Linked DNA regions of Mus musculus: region 2 is linked to region 1. Evidence: chromatin contacts called from public Hi-C data. All regions are on one chromosome and are shown on one strand. The core of a region is the stretch at or near the end of the contact, and the rest is flanking DNA. Distances in the headings are between cores, read along the strand shown.

Region 1 (3,966 bases), core at 340-2,839:
CAGTTCTGCTATTGGAGCATGGAAGCCTTAGCTACAAATGAGATCATGGCTGTTGTCTAACAAAACTTTATTGATAAAACAAGCAAAGGTCCCTATTTGGCCCATGAACGTAACTTATCAAGCCTTATTCAGTCACCTTTGGTTTTCTTCATTTGGGGACACGCAGCTTCATTTGGTTTTTGAGAAATGGCCTTCCTGTGTGCCTTAGGGTGAGCCCACACTCACTACAAAGCACAGGCTGACCCTGAACTCAGGTTTTTCTTGATCCGGCCTCCCGAGTACAAGGATTACAGGTGTGTGTCACCATGGCTAGACTTTATTATTTTCCAAGATTTAAAAAAAGACTGTCATCATCATCTCAGGCCAGGTGAGCCCTCCCCTACCCTAGCTACCCTATCTCTACTCCAGGAAGAAAGGCTTTGTGCTCTCGGCTCTAAATGCATTTCTAGTAAGCCATTGCTCACCTCACACCACACCATCACTGGTTGTTCCCCTTCCCATCTGACTGCAAATTATTCAAGAGGACTTGCTAGCTTCGCCACCTATAAATCTCTAGCAGAATAGGACTCAATATGGTACACAGGTGGTGCTCAATAAATGCCACTGACTTGAGCTGGGTACATGGGTGATGCCAGGCAAACTGTAGAGCTGGTTGGGTTGTTCCTCGGTTTGTCACTCTTTCTTTATAGAGGAGGAAGCCAGGTAAAGGTGACAGTCTTTGAAGTTACAAAGCAGAACCAGCAATCACCAGATGGCAGGAGGTATGCTATGTACACGCCGTGAGTCACGAGAACGGTAAGGATGGGCTGCCAGGCCTAATTAACAAGGGCTAATTCATTGTAAAACAGCTCTGTTGAGGTGGAATGGAAATGCAGAGCAACTATAGTGGAAGGACTGTTGAAGAAGGCAGCAGTAAGTCAGGAGCACCTTGCTGACGAGTGCTTTAGCAGTTGAATATTAAGCTTTTAGAGCTTTGAGAAGGTATTGATTGGAAAGACATGAGTCAGCCGCTTCATCTCGCTTGCTTCTATTCAATCACTCATGAGGTAACAGGTAGCTCTACCGGGGAAACTAAAATTATCTGTGACTCACTACTCTACCAGTTCATGCTCTAACAAAACCAACTACAGTCCTTGCAAAAGCAACAGGATATTGCACAACCCGCCTGCAGAAGTCTGTTTGTTGTCTCCCATTTCCATGGGGGTGGTGGGGGGGGGGTGGTGGTGGTGGTGGGGACAAACAGTAGTAAACAGAATTTGGTCTGAATGTTGAATGAGTCTAGAGACCCGGACTTCTAGACAACAAAGTTTCAAACACTTAACTGCTGACATTGGATTCTGACCCATAACCTTATTTCTAATCCCCAGGAGAGAGCACTTTTTTTTTCTTTTTCTGAGTCATTGGCATTATGACAAAGTTTTAGAACTGAACTGGCTTGTCACTGTGACCTCACAAACATAATTGCATCAACAGTAACCTTGGGGGAAAATTTAATGAATTTCCTATTTGTATGTCATCATTAATTCGAGTTCAGGGTGTAGCCTGGTTGATGTCCTGCAGAGCTTGGATCCACAGATCCTGGTAACACAAAGGTCAGGAAGCCATCTTACAGCCTTAACTAAAAGCTCAGCCAGCGGGAGAAGACCTCTACACGGCTCCCTTGTAGCCACATGCTGACTCCAGGCCACAGTTCACATTTACCCCGGAGTCACAAGCATGGGGTCAGCTCAAGGATCTATGATGGTGAGGCACCGTTCGCAGCAGGGAGAGAGGCTGAAGGCTGAGTCTTTATAACAAAGAACGGTTCTTGAAATGTTTTTCAAATTTAAATTATGATTTAATTTAATAAAATATGCTATGAATATCTCAGGAGCGTGTCTTCTAAGTACACCAAATGGCCCAGGGAGCCTTACCTCACTCCCCTGACAGAGGAAGCACCGAAGTTCCACTCGTGTATACCTTTCTGAAACACAGGAGAAGATGAGGAACAATGAATGGAAAAAAATCATAAAATCATTTAATATTATTATTTTTTAAAAACAAAGTTGTTTTCCTGATGTATATCTCCTCACGAGGCGATTATCTGACTGAGCCCACGAGGGTGATGTTTATTTAATAACACCTGTACTTCCAGACAACAGCTTTCAAAAACCCTGCAAGAATTACTGTCATGAAATTTAAACTTTAATTTTAGTTGTAACTGCTGTGCTTTAATTTTAAGTAAACACCAGAACGAAACAAAGCAACAACCCGGTGATCAGGGTAGCTGAGAGGCTACGGTAGCTCAGTGGCTCCAGCAAATAAGCTCATGTTCCTTTGGGCCAGCTGCCTGCTACCTTCCTTGCACTTGTGTGTTTGAGTTCACATGTATAGGGTTTGGAAGCACATGCGTGCAAATGCATGTGGCGGCCTCGGGACAACCTCGCCTGTCCCTCCTGATTTCTCCAGTGTGGTGCAGCTTTGCTCTTAGGCCCCACGGGCAGCTGTTTCCATGTCCCCAGGTTTGGGAGTGTGGGTGCACACTCCACTCCTGGGCTTTTAAAGTGCTGGTTCTGAGAATGGAACTCAGTCTCCACGCTTCTATGAAGCACATTACTGACCAAGTCATCTCCCCAGACTTAGCATATCTTTTCTGAGAGAGAAAATCAATCTGTATAGCCCAGGCTGGCCATGGACTTGCCATTGTTCGGTCTCAGCTTCTTGAGTGCTAGGATTCCAGAAGTACACCCCACAGCCAGCTTGGAACTAACTTTAGGTAGAAATTTCAACAAAACCTCTGTATCTTTTTATTTTTCATAAATTAATATGTGTGTGTGTGTATGTGTGTGTGTGTCAAAGTGTATCTGCATGTAGACTGTCCATTACAGCTCAAAGGAATTATTACATAATTTATGCAAAACTTAATTATTATGCTAATAATGTTTGGACACAAAAATTTGATTATTATGTGACACAAGTGATTCATAGAATTCATGTTTTAAAAACTTAAAATTTATCTCTCAACCATGACTAAAATATCCTAATTATTATCAAATAATTGTTCTTTAATCATTTTCCCTACATCTCCCAGACTGACATATATGTACAAGGTGAGCTTTTTACCTTAGCCTTCCTACCTGGTTTGGTGTGGGGCCTGAGTGCTAGTTCAGCTGGCCATGCGCTGTACCCTGGCTTTCAGTCCTTCCTCTTAGCAATAGCTAATTCCAAGGTGAACACCTTAATCACCTGCTCCCTGACTGAAGAAGGCGGCCAGATACTCTGCCATCAACATCAGTTTAGGGTTTTATTCGGTTTTCTATCAGCTTTATTCAGAACATCAACAAAGTTTTTTTTTTTTTTTTTTAAAGCTTTCCTAGAGAGTCCTATAAAAATGAACCGTCAGGATTCAGTTTCTTTTTGAACTTGCCGATCAGATGCTGAAATCCAATGGGCTCCCTTTACAAGGCTCCAGTAGATGGTTCTTTATTTAGGAGTCTGACAGCCAATTGGAGCGAACTTATCCATCAACAGAACTCTGTCTGTAAGAGCGAAGACCCAGCGGATGACTCTGAACTTACACTAGGCAATGAAAATTGTCTCAAGCTCATCTACTAAACCAGCGAGTGGCCTTCCATCTTGTGACTGACAACAGTGACAAGACTGTCACCCACGCCATCACCAACTAACACCCATGCCAGAGCCTGCCTGGGAGTCTTTAGAAGTCTCTCCTGCTTGATCTCTTCCTTCAATAACAGCGAAACTACCCTAATTATTTTCTTAATTATTTTTTTACCCTCTGTAAAAGTTATAACAGACATTGAAAAATCATCAAATGTTTGACCACAGCATGCAATTAATAGTATGATATGTAAAACAACCATGAAAAGAGCCCCTTCCCCACTGCTCTGAGGTTGTGGCCTCGTCCTGGCTAATGAAACAGAAGCTGAGCTTTGCAGCTTTGAGGTGGTCTAGAACTCTTCTCTTGGC
Region 2 (3,529 bases), core at 51-2,550, 210 kb before region 1:
CTCCGAGACAGGGTTTCTCTGTGTAACAGTCCTGGTTGCCCTGGAACTCACTCTGTAGACCAGGCTGGTCTCAAACTCATAGGCACCCACCTGCAGCCAGCATTGAGTCTTACTATGAACTAAAGTTACATTTAAGTGTGTTAATGATTTAAGTATGGACAAATAGTTCCACAACCAGAATAGATAGCGTAGAGATTGTCCCATGCATGTAGGATCAAGAGGCTTCTAAGTTGACAGACAATTAAATGGAGAAATTAAATGAAACTGTTCTGAGCACACAGTGCTGTCTACCAGGATTGCTGTGTCCTGGTTAGTTTTTAATGTCACCTTGACACTAGCTAGTGTCATCTGAGAGGAGGGAACCTCAACCGAGATCAGGCAAACCCATAGAGCGTTTTTATCTTGAATATCATCTGCAGTCATTTGGACAGTAACCTATGTGATTTACTACAGTTATGTATTTCATTGTACACATGTCAATTTGTCATAAGTTGTTGCTTAGATCTTCCTGATGTGGTTTATATTTTAAGCTTTATGTATCCCCTTATTATGGTCACTCAAAAGGGGTTATCAGCTGGATGTGGTAACTCATGTTTATAACTTCAGAACTTGGGGGGGGGGGGTTGAGGCCAACCTAGGCTACAGTGTTAGTTCTAGACCATGTAGGAGTATATACGCAGACCCTGTCACAAACACTAACAAACAAAAGAGGGATTGAAGCAATCGAAATGATAGAGGTAGAACACTCAGTGTCCACAGGCGGCTCCGGTCTTCCCAGCATTTACAGGGAATTTTTGTTTGTTTGCTTTAACATTTACTGCAATTCCACTGACGATTCACAGAGATTCCTGGGAGGAAACCCTGAGACAAGGCCCAGGGCCTGTCAGGAAACTTGCCTTCCAACTCAGGTGGACAAGAACCAAGGGCTTTGTCTATGAGAAGGTGAACAACTGCCCATAATACAGGAAGGGAGGTCCGACCCTAATCCTGCCTTCCTCTCCCCGAGAAACTGCTGACATTTAAGCCACAGCAGCAGAAGAGGCAAAGATAATTGGACAGTGTGCACCTGCCTGTCTGCTCGTACATTACAGGCGGTGAGTTGAGTTTGAGACGAATCCTTTTGTCAGTCGTGGGAAGCTAAGGATCCCCTCTGGGTAAATTGAGGGGACCCTCTCTGAGCATTGTAGCCCAGCTAGATCAAAATTAGGGGAGCAGAAGCCCTTATACTGGGCAGCCTCAGTGAGGATCGTGTCTACCGGAAAGGGTAGCAAGCTAATTCAGGGAATGAAGATGACCAGACTCAGCCGCTGAAAACGGACTGAACTATCGTCCTAGTAGCTCACTGCCGCCACCTCCTGGAGATGTAGGGACTTAGCCGTGCTGTTCAATTAGGTTTTTTTGTTTTGTTTTCTTTTGTTTTGTTTTTTTTAAAATAAATCCCATTGCCATTCTCATAACTGGCAATTAATATTGACACAAACAATAACATTTATCATTTTAAAATATTATATCTGGTGGCTAAAATACTACATTCTTTTTTATTTCATTTTTTAAAGAAAAATAGTTAACTACCCAGGGTCCCATTCTGCTCCCTCAATGTCTGCAGTTTAATACGATTTTTTGTATAAGATAAATTACAAGGAAAAAAGAGCAATATTTCCGCTTACCAGAAACCAGTTACTATAATGTACACTGCAGGTGTTCTATTTGGTGTTGTTTTTTATTTGTTTTGATAAGTTCTTACTCTGTAGCCCAGAAGGGATGCAAACTCTAGGTACTCCTGTCTCAACCTCCTGAAGGCTGGATTACAGGTCTGTGTCACCATTCCCACAGAAAACAAAATCTGGTTGTCGGCTTTGAGTGTGTGTGTGTGTGTGTGTGTGTGCGCGCGCGTGTGCGCATGCACAAGCAATCCCGTTTCAGTGCTGTGTGCATGCTTATGTTTACACATCCACGCATGTGCATGCATATGCACATAAAGACCCAAAGCTGATGTCAGTATCTTCCTCTACTATTCTCCACTGTTTTTACCGAGGCAATGGTCCAGACTGAACCGGCCGGAGCTTGCGGTTCTAGCCAGGCAGCTTCCTCTAGGCAAGCTCGCGCTTTATCCACTGAGCATCTGCCCAACCCTGGTTTCATTTATTTGTAACAGTGTAGTTCAGACTGGCATCAAACTCACTGTGTGGGCCAAGGATAAGCTCAAACTTTTGATTTTGCAGCCTCCACCATGCCCAGCTGTGTATATATATATATATATATATATATATATATATATATATAACCCATTTATAATGATACTAAGAAATAACAAAGATCTAACAATCTAAGAAAAGGTATGAGCCTTCTATACAGGAAACTAAAGTTCTGTGAGCTGAGAGAGAAATTAAAGAACATTTCACCATGACCGAAGCAACTCGAGGAAGAAAGGGTTTATTTGGCTTATGTTTCCATAGCACTGTTCATCATCAAAGGAGGCCAGGACAGGAACTCAGACAAGGCAGGATCCTGGAGGCGGAAGCTGATGCAGAGGCTGTGGGGGGTGCTGCTCACTGGTTTGCTAGTCATGGTCCGTTCAGCCTGCTGTCTGTAGAATCCAGAACCACCAGCCTAGGGATGGAGTAGGGTAAAAGGGCCAAAGGGTGGGGGGGCACTTTGACCCTGACTTGATCCCAAGACCAGGGCCAAGAAACAAGAGCCCACCAATCCCTGAGCACAAAAACCCCATCCCTGAGCATACACACACACACACACACACACACACACACACACACACACACACACACATCTCATTGATCCCTGAACAGGAAACCCCACCAATCCCTGAGCTCAAGACTAGGAACTGAAACCCCACCAATTCTCACCCTGGAAATCTCCCCGCCTCCCCACCCACCCCATCCCCACCCCAAGAAGCCATATATAAAGCTTGAGTTCTGCTCAGTACTTGGTTGCTTCTATCCCCAGTATTGGCAGTCTTCTGGTCTTTTCCTCCCAATAAATCTCTCGTGTGAGGTTTGTTGTGTGGTATGACTGTGGCATTCCTTGGCTTCCTACTGCCAGGATACCTCTCCAAGGAGAGCTATAATACCTTTTGCTTGGTAAACCTCCTCCTGTTGGAAGAGCTGAAACGCTTCTGTAGGGGAAACCTTTCCCTTCAAAGCTACTACAGATGAAACCTTCCATAGTGGGCTGGACCCTTCCGCATTGATCACTAATTAAGAACAAGCTGAACAGCTGAATCTTACGGAGTCATTTTCTCAATGAGGCTCCCTTATCTCTGTTGACTCTAGCTCTGTCAAGTTGACACAGAACCGGCCAGTACACCTGAGCAGGTCTGTAGGGCCCTGACAAAGGAAACTGGTAATCCCGGGTACCTACCACACATGGATTCTAAAGCTGGCTCTGGCTGGGGTCTGTTGTGACACTCCAGGTTCCTAGCATTTCTGAGCTGTAGTTTCACTTAAAAATGGTAACTGACTCTCCTAAAGCCTACCTTAAAATGGTGAAAATTCGGGCTGGTGAGATGGCT

Evidence for each region. Hi-C and Micro-C count contacts between places; a contact is called where the count stands out from the background.
Region 2: a contact with region 1 is called in a Hi-C map of the N1E-115 cell line, with 3 times the contacts expected there. The contact joins two enhancer-like sites.

Annotation. Positions count from the first base shown.
Region 1 is chr10:20,074,479-20,078,444 of GRCm38.p6, reverse strand. Map3k5 (mitogen-activated protein kinase kinase kinase 5) reads right to left here. Exons shown (of 30, transcript NM_008580.4): 12 at 1,914-1,963. Among named protein-coding and RNA genes, the nearest start is that of Map7, 95 kb to the left of the region's middle. Within about 2 kb of position 1,589, at least 104 of the 459 cell types and tissues checked have an H3K27ac peak or open chromatin away from gene starts, as enhancers often do. A contact at or near this core is called in the N1E-115 cell line, where this site is marked.
Region 2 is chr10:20,288,377-20,291,905 of GRCm38.p6, reverse strand. No RefSeq gene overlaps it. Among named protein-coding and RNA genes, the nearest start is that of Gm48249, 3.5 kb to the right of the region's middle. Within about 2 kb of position 1,300, at least 66 of the 459 cell types and tissues checked have an H3K27ac peak or open chromatin away from gene starts, as enhancers often do. A contact at or near this core is called in the N1E-115 cell line, where this site is marked.